2 separate regions of the Triticum aestivum genome follow, and region 2 is linked to region 1. Evidence: chromatin contacts called from public Hi-C data. All regions are on one chromosome and are shown on one strand. The core of a region is the stretch at or near the end of the contact, and the rest is flanking DNA. Distances in the headings are between cores, read along the strand shown. Region 1 holds the start of LOC123160438 (DNA-directed RNA polymerases IV and V subunit 2). Region 2 holds the start of LOC123157179 (putative methylesterase 14, chloroplastic).

Evidence for each region. A called contact is a pair of places that touch in the nucleus more often than the background predicts.
Region 2: a contact with region 1 is called in a Hi-C map of leaf, with 3 times the contacts expected there. The contact joins the promoter of LOC123157179 here to the promoter of LOC123160438 in region 1. A contact is called at or near these places in 2 of 5 Hi-C or Micro-C datasets (both in leaf).

What each region holds. Positions count from the first base shown.
Region 1 is chr7B:422,351,967-422,355,279 of IWGSC CS RefSeq v2.1, forward strand. LOC123160438 (DNA-directed RNA polymerases IV and V subunit 2) reads left to right here and starts at 1,528. Exons shown (of 8, transcript XM_044578254.1): 1 at 1,528-1,711; 2 at 2,755-3,313. The coding sequence starts at 2,773.
Region 2 is chr7B:422,590,450-422,593,667 of IWGSC CS RefSeq v2.1, forward strand. It overlaps LOC123157179 (putative methylesterase 14, chloroplastic), which reads left to right and starts at 1,334. Exons shown (of 5, transcript XM_044575432.1): 1 at 1,334-2,362. The coding sequence starts at 2,057.

The sequences.
Region 1 (3,313 bases), core at 278-2,777:
CTTCACTTCTTCATAATTAAGGTGAAACACGTCACACAAAAGCACTATAACAAAAGCCATCCGCAGCTTTAGCAGCAGCAAAATCTCTCTGCCTAATCCTAACATCATAGCAACTTGCTGCTTGGTAGCATACTTATTCTCATTGGAGCTGGCATAATTAGCTCTGCCTACAGTGCCTCTTCCAACCATGCCCCTTCCAACTGTGCTTCTGCCTGCCATTGATTCAGTCCTCTGCCTCTCAAGCTCTTTCCTCATGTCCTCAGTTGCACCAATTGCATCTACAGCAGCATCACCAACCAGACGCCTTGTTTCAACCAGATGCACCACATATTCGAGCTCCCAGCGCTAGAAATCACAAGTGACCTGAGAAAAAAATTACATCTCTATTCACCTACAGAATGACAGTAAAGTTCAGAGTGCATGACTCAATGGCAGACTAGTTAACCAACTAGTTCTGTCAGTAATTTTGTAACCAAGGATAGTCTAAACTACCGTATTAATCAGAGCAATGCCTAGTTAACCAATTAATGTGCCTAATTTAATCAGTGCTCTGCTTCAATACTACTGTTGCTAGAATTGACACGCCATGAATCAACAAGTAGCTAGGAACTGGCACTTACAGTGTGGTTGACGCACTTGTAGAAGATTCATCCATCGTGCTCATCGGTGCTAGACCGGTAGAACCTCACCTGCTCGCCGCAATCCAGGCACCCGATCAATGGTACAACAACGGAGCGGCCACGCAATGCATTGCGGACAGAGCTGGAAGACGACATGACAGTGGGGCCGAAGGCGGCGGAGGAGGGCATGGGCAATGGCTGCGGCGGCGGAGGGCGTCGACGTCGGCAATGGCTGCGGCGGCGGGGCCGGGAGTTGGGCTAGGGTTGGGAGGAGAAGAAGAGGAGAGCGGGGATAAGCGAGCGGCCGACCAGGTGCGACCAGGTCATGGCGTTTTTGCAAAAAAAAAACGGATCGAGTAGTATTCACCCTAGGATCGACTAGGTGTTGGTCAAAGCGAGCTGGCGGCCGCTGACTCGGCCAAGTCAGCAAATACGTACATGAAATCGTACAAATGGATCAAAGTGAACCCCTTGCACAAGTATTTGGACCGTAGTTAGGGTATTTTGAAATAGTGGTATCAAACTGTCATCCGGTTCAAATTTAGTGACGTATAGTGAATTTCTCTCTTGTTAAAGATGTGTGATTTACCTAACTTTTGTGGCCGGTACCACAAGAGAAAAATGCCATGGGTGAGATGGCACGGACCAGCGGCCGCCCGTGCCCGCACTCGCCGTCTGCTCCCATCCCCAACCCAACATCGGAGAGGAAGCCATCCGTCCACCCGTTGCAGATCGGAAGGCAATGGACCCCCGCGCCTCCGGTCATCACACCGACAGATGGGACCGGCACCCAGCAGTCAAAGGGACAGAGAGAGGGGAAGGACGAGCGGAGCAAAACCCCCAGCCCCAATCCCAACCACCCCCGCTGTGCCGATCCTCCTGCTGCACCTGCATTGCATAAAGCGAAGGGGAAGCGCCTCACTGTCCTTGCTTCTCCTCGGTCGCGTCGCTCTCACGCTCTCTGCCTGCCTGCCTGCCTAAAACCCCAACCTCCAAATCGAAGGCAAAAGAAAACCCCAACCTCGACCGCAACGTCGTCGTAGGGTTTCCCTCGCCCCCGGCGGCGGCGTTCGGCGATCGCCGGCGCGCAGGTAGTCCTTCCCGACCCCCGTCATTTCCGCGCTTTTGTCTCGTGTTTTGTTTCTCGACGCCGCCGTCGCGGGGGTTTTCTCGCCGCGTCTCAGGTGCAATGTCGCCTCTGCTCTGCTCTGCTCGCGGCCGCCCTTTGGTTGGTTTCCGCACGGGATCGTTCGTCTGGTCGCGGCTCGAGCCTGTGCTCTTCTTCTGAGAAAAAAAGAGAGAGTTTGTGCGGCACGAGCGAGGGTTTTGGGAGGGAGCCCGTGGCCTCGCCGCGCCCAGGAGCCGCCGGTGCTCTGCTTTTCGTTTATATATACCCTTCGGTGGTTTGTGCCCTGTGTGATGCGTCGAATTGAGCGGCGCGCTTTGCGACGCTGGGGTTATATTAGTGCGGAGGGATCCTTGTCTTGATCTGCGCCAAGTGGTCGGTTTCTCCATCTGCTGCCATTGGCTTGCGACATGTGGCCTACCACGATTGGACACAAAAGTTCTCTTAAAATTGGCGTTTTGTTAGATTGCTGCGCTGCTCAAGTGGCCGGTTTACGCGAAATGGTTGTCTGACGCGTGTTGTATCTGCACTATTTGTTACTCCCTCCATTCCTAAATATAAGTCTCGTTTTGCTCTGTATGTAGTCCATATTGGAATCTCTAAAAAGACTTATAATTAGGAAGGGATGGAGTATGTTATATGTTGTTACTGTCTAGGAAATTGTTGGTAGTTCTGGTATTCAGTGGCCAATGTCTTGTCTTGTGGAGCTATCTCTGCATGTCTTCTGTTTACTCGTCCTTTAATTGCAGCCAGATTGCATAATGTGGTACTCTCTCTGTCCGAAAAAGGTTGTCCCTCAAATGGATGTGTCTAGCACCAAGTTAGTGCTAGATACATCCATTTGAGAGACAAGCTTGGGACAAGCTTTTTCGGACGGAGGGAGTATATTTGATGACTTTGTTGCAATGTTCCTCTTCTCTCTCTTTTTTTTTTTGAGCAGAATGTCATGTGTTCCTCTTCTTTCTCTCGTGAAAACTGATAAAAAATCCCTTTGTTGACATTTGGCAGCTACCCGGTGGTTCAGCGATGGAAGAGCCGGATACGAACCTCGGTCAGCAGTCACCAAATGGACCAGATACTGAGATTGATGTCTCGGATTTCATGGTTTTGGATTGCGACGAGGAAGGCAAGTTTTATGTAAAACAGGATGCAAAAGGGGAGCAGCAACCATCTGGAGGGCTGTCTCCTATGGATGTGGATTTGAAAGGAATACCTTCTGTGGTAGATGAAGGGAAACTGAAGTCTTCTTCAGACCCAAGTGCGCAAGTACCAATTGACTTCAATATTGAAAGCCTGGAGAAGTTTTGTAAAGAAGCGGCACGATCATTCTTCACTGAAAAAGGACTGATCAGCCATCAGATAAACTCTTACAATGATTTTATCTCCCATGGGCTACAAGAGCTCGTTGATTCTCTAGGGGAAATAACTGTTGAACCTGATTATGATCCTTCAAAGAGTGTAGGTGACTGGAGACATGCAACCGTTAAGTTTGGCAGAGTGGCGCTTGAGAAGCCGACGTTTTGGGCTGACAACAGTGAGCTCGATGAGCAGAAACTCAGACTGAAGC
Region 2 (3,218 bases), core at 84-2,583, 240 kb after region 1:
ATGGCGTACATAGTGATCCGGTGACTCGGCATGGCTAGCGGTGGATGGATTGGAATGTGGCGGCGGCGGATGAGATGGAAGGGAAATGGGGATGCGATAAGGTGTAGGTGCCGACATTCGGCTTAAATAGTCAGTCTAGGGCCCTCGGGCAGCGCGGCACGGTGCCATCGAGAATTGGAGAAGATGCATGTCAGATCGATGGGTTTCTGACTGTTTTCGCGTGGGTCCCCGCGGTCAGTTCGACGTGGCGGACTCACCCGTGCCTCCTCGTATCCGTCCACTTTAGAGGTGCCGGTCAGCCCGGACATATGAGGCCGGCTTGAGAAGCCTATCTGGGTCTTCTTATTTTTACCGGTCAGTGATCGAGCCGTACTCCTAGGCTTGTAGGTAGAGTTTAGGAAGCCCGGCTGTAGATGGCGTTAGAAGGTGAGATGGTAAGAAGATGATGATCCTAAATAACTTAATGACTAGTACTGCACTTTAGGCGAGTTGAGCTTTCCTTTATCACACGTACTCTGGATCCATGGACGGATACTACAATACAGATACTACAATACAAAGAGAGTGAGTAACTTAACGTGCCGTTGCAACCAAGCGCCATGCCCTTGTCCTCTACTTCAAGTGTTGCGTTAATGTGCCGGCCTGTTTAAGCTAAGGTATCACCATCAGCAGCAGCTAGTACACTCGTGTTGCTTTCTCATTAGCTATGACTATACCGGTGACGGAAGCAAGGGAAATGATAACCGGAATATATCCACATCAAAAATCACACCAGCTTTCCAGCAGGAAAATGCTGCTCACTCACACGCTTGCATGCCCTACTCTACATTGTCTCTCACAGTACTCAACAGTACTAGCACAACCGTTCCACTGCTGGAAATTAGTCCAAATGGCGCATTCATTCATTGAAGAATGGGGGAGGCAAGCACAGCAAAGGACATGACTCGACGAATTTACTCCAACAGTGCTTCCACATCCGTTCGTCCGGCACCCACTATTTTTCGCAATCCACATGTGTACTAGTAGCTCAAAAGTACAATGGATCATCACGGTCAAAAAGAGGGCTCAAAAGTCAGACATGAACCTATTTCCTGGAAGTGTGAGGCAGGGCCTCACTTTGGATCTGAGAAAGGCAGACCAGGATATCCCCAGGAATGGCAGAAAAACCAGAGTAATAATATGTTAATTAAGGGAAATAAGCTGGCTGGAATTTGATCTTTATCTGGTCTGATTCTGAGGAATAATGAAGAGGAGAAGGACAGGGTGGAGGTCAAAAGTCAGGCCAAACCAGACAATTAAGACACCCAGTGGACCGGGGATGGAAAATTGGTGGTACTCCCTCTGGCCAAGAAAATAACAAAAAAGAGGTCTCCTTCCTCCTTTTTCTTCTCATCTGCAGAGGGAGAGAGAGTAGGAGACTCCACCAGCAAAGCAAAGGCGAAGGGAGCACAAGAGACACAATTCCCAGGAAACCGCCGCCTAAAGCTTCTCCCCCCTTTGTCTGTCTTCGCTGCTGCTTCCAAATTTCTAATCTTTCTTTCTTTCTTCTGTTTAGCAAACCAAATTAGTTGTGCGGGAGAAGATCCAAAAGATACAGGAGAGGAGAAGAGAGAGAGAGAGAGAGGGGAATAAATCCTTTTTGGCGAGATTCGTGTGGGAGAGACGAGTTAGGTGTCAGGACCACTCATAAATTCCGCCTCTTCTTTCAGATCTGCTCCGTGCTTCCTCTTCCTCTCCGCATCGCTTTTGCCAACCCAACCAACCGTGCTTCTCTCCGGCGAGTGCAGGGCACCGTTCCTGCTCTTCCTTCCACTTGGAGAAAATCTTTCTTCTCATTTCCTTTTCGGAAGTTTAATTTCTTCTACGAGTTTGTTCGTGTTGAGTTTCCTGTGTGAGAGAGACTGTTCCTGAATCCCACCCTCTTCGAAGCAGAAATCGACCTTTTGTTTTCTTGCTCATCATCTTTGCCGATTTGTTCTTGAGACTTGAGAGAGAGAGAGAGAGAGAGAGAGAGAGAGAGAGACCCTCCTTTTTTCGCCACAAGTTATCCTCTCCGATGGGCAACGCGTTCGCGTGCATGCCGCGCAAGGAGCACCGGGGCGCGGCCGCGGTGTCGCGCAGCAAGCGCATGGGGAGCGCGCGCCCGCCGCGCGGCGGGGCGGCCAAGCTCACGCCGGCGGAGGAGGAGCTCCTGCACCGCCAGGCGCTCGCCATGGCCATCCACCAGCACCTCGACGCCGGAGGCTCCATGTCGCGCCGCATCGACGCCGGCGGCGGCTCCATGTCCCGCCGAATCGGCCCCGGCTCCACCAGCTCCCGGCGACACGGCAACCTCCCGGACTCCGTCACCAATGCCAAGGCTGTAAGGCCCCGACCCTTCTCTGTTTCTGCTCCGCTCTTTGTGTACTTCCGCGCTCCCTTGTCCCCCAGCCTTGCTTTGCGTTCTTGCCTAGAAAAATATATCTACGCTACAATGTTATAATTAACAAGTTCATTGTCAAAGAAAGTTCTGATTTTTTTTGTAAATTATATAGGCTGGTCCAGTTACAAACTGTACTTAGTTAGGTCTAGTACCAAACTTTTCAACTGCAAGAGTTCTTGCAGGACCAGTTGGCCATTTGGCCCTAAATGATTTGGCGTTAGCATACTGTTGTATGCTTTGTTGTTTAGGTTGTTTGGTCGGCAAAATTCTGTCATTATCAGAGTGGTACCACGGGATTGCCGGTTACCTGCTTTGCCACATTGTTTAATGTCTGGTTGCTCTAGGTTTTACTATTTCAGTAGTAAATTGGTTCCTTTTTTGGATTGCTTGTGAATTGGAGATAATTCGGTGATATGATGTGAGTACTTCAGTACTTTTATGTTTGTTGAAGGACACATTCTTTTTCTGTAAGGAAGCACCAGCATGCTTTTACTCAGTTTCTTCATGTCTTCCTTGTTTGGGTTGATTTTGAATTATAATGAGCAGTAACTTCATATTAATCCGTAGTTGAAAATCAGAGGTTCTGAAGTGTCACTGTGATAGGAATATGGGTTTCTATGCTTCCTCTGTGCTGCTCATCTTGTTGGTACTAAGATTTGCTGATGTACATCTACCTATGTTCTGAAATGTACAACTACCAAGTGTCACTTGGTAGTTTTTTCTTTATGATTAATTTTGTTACCTGTTAATAGTTTGAGCTTACTCTAAGCTTCTAGAATCTCGAACCTTATTTTGG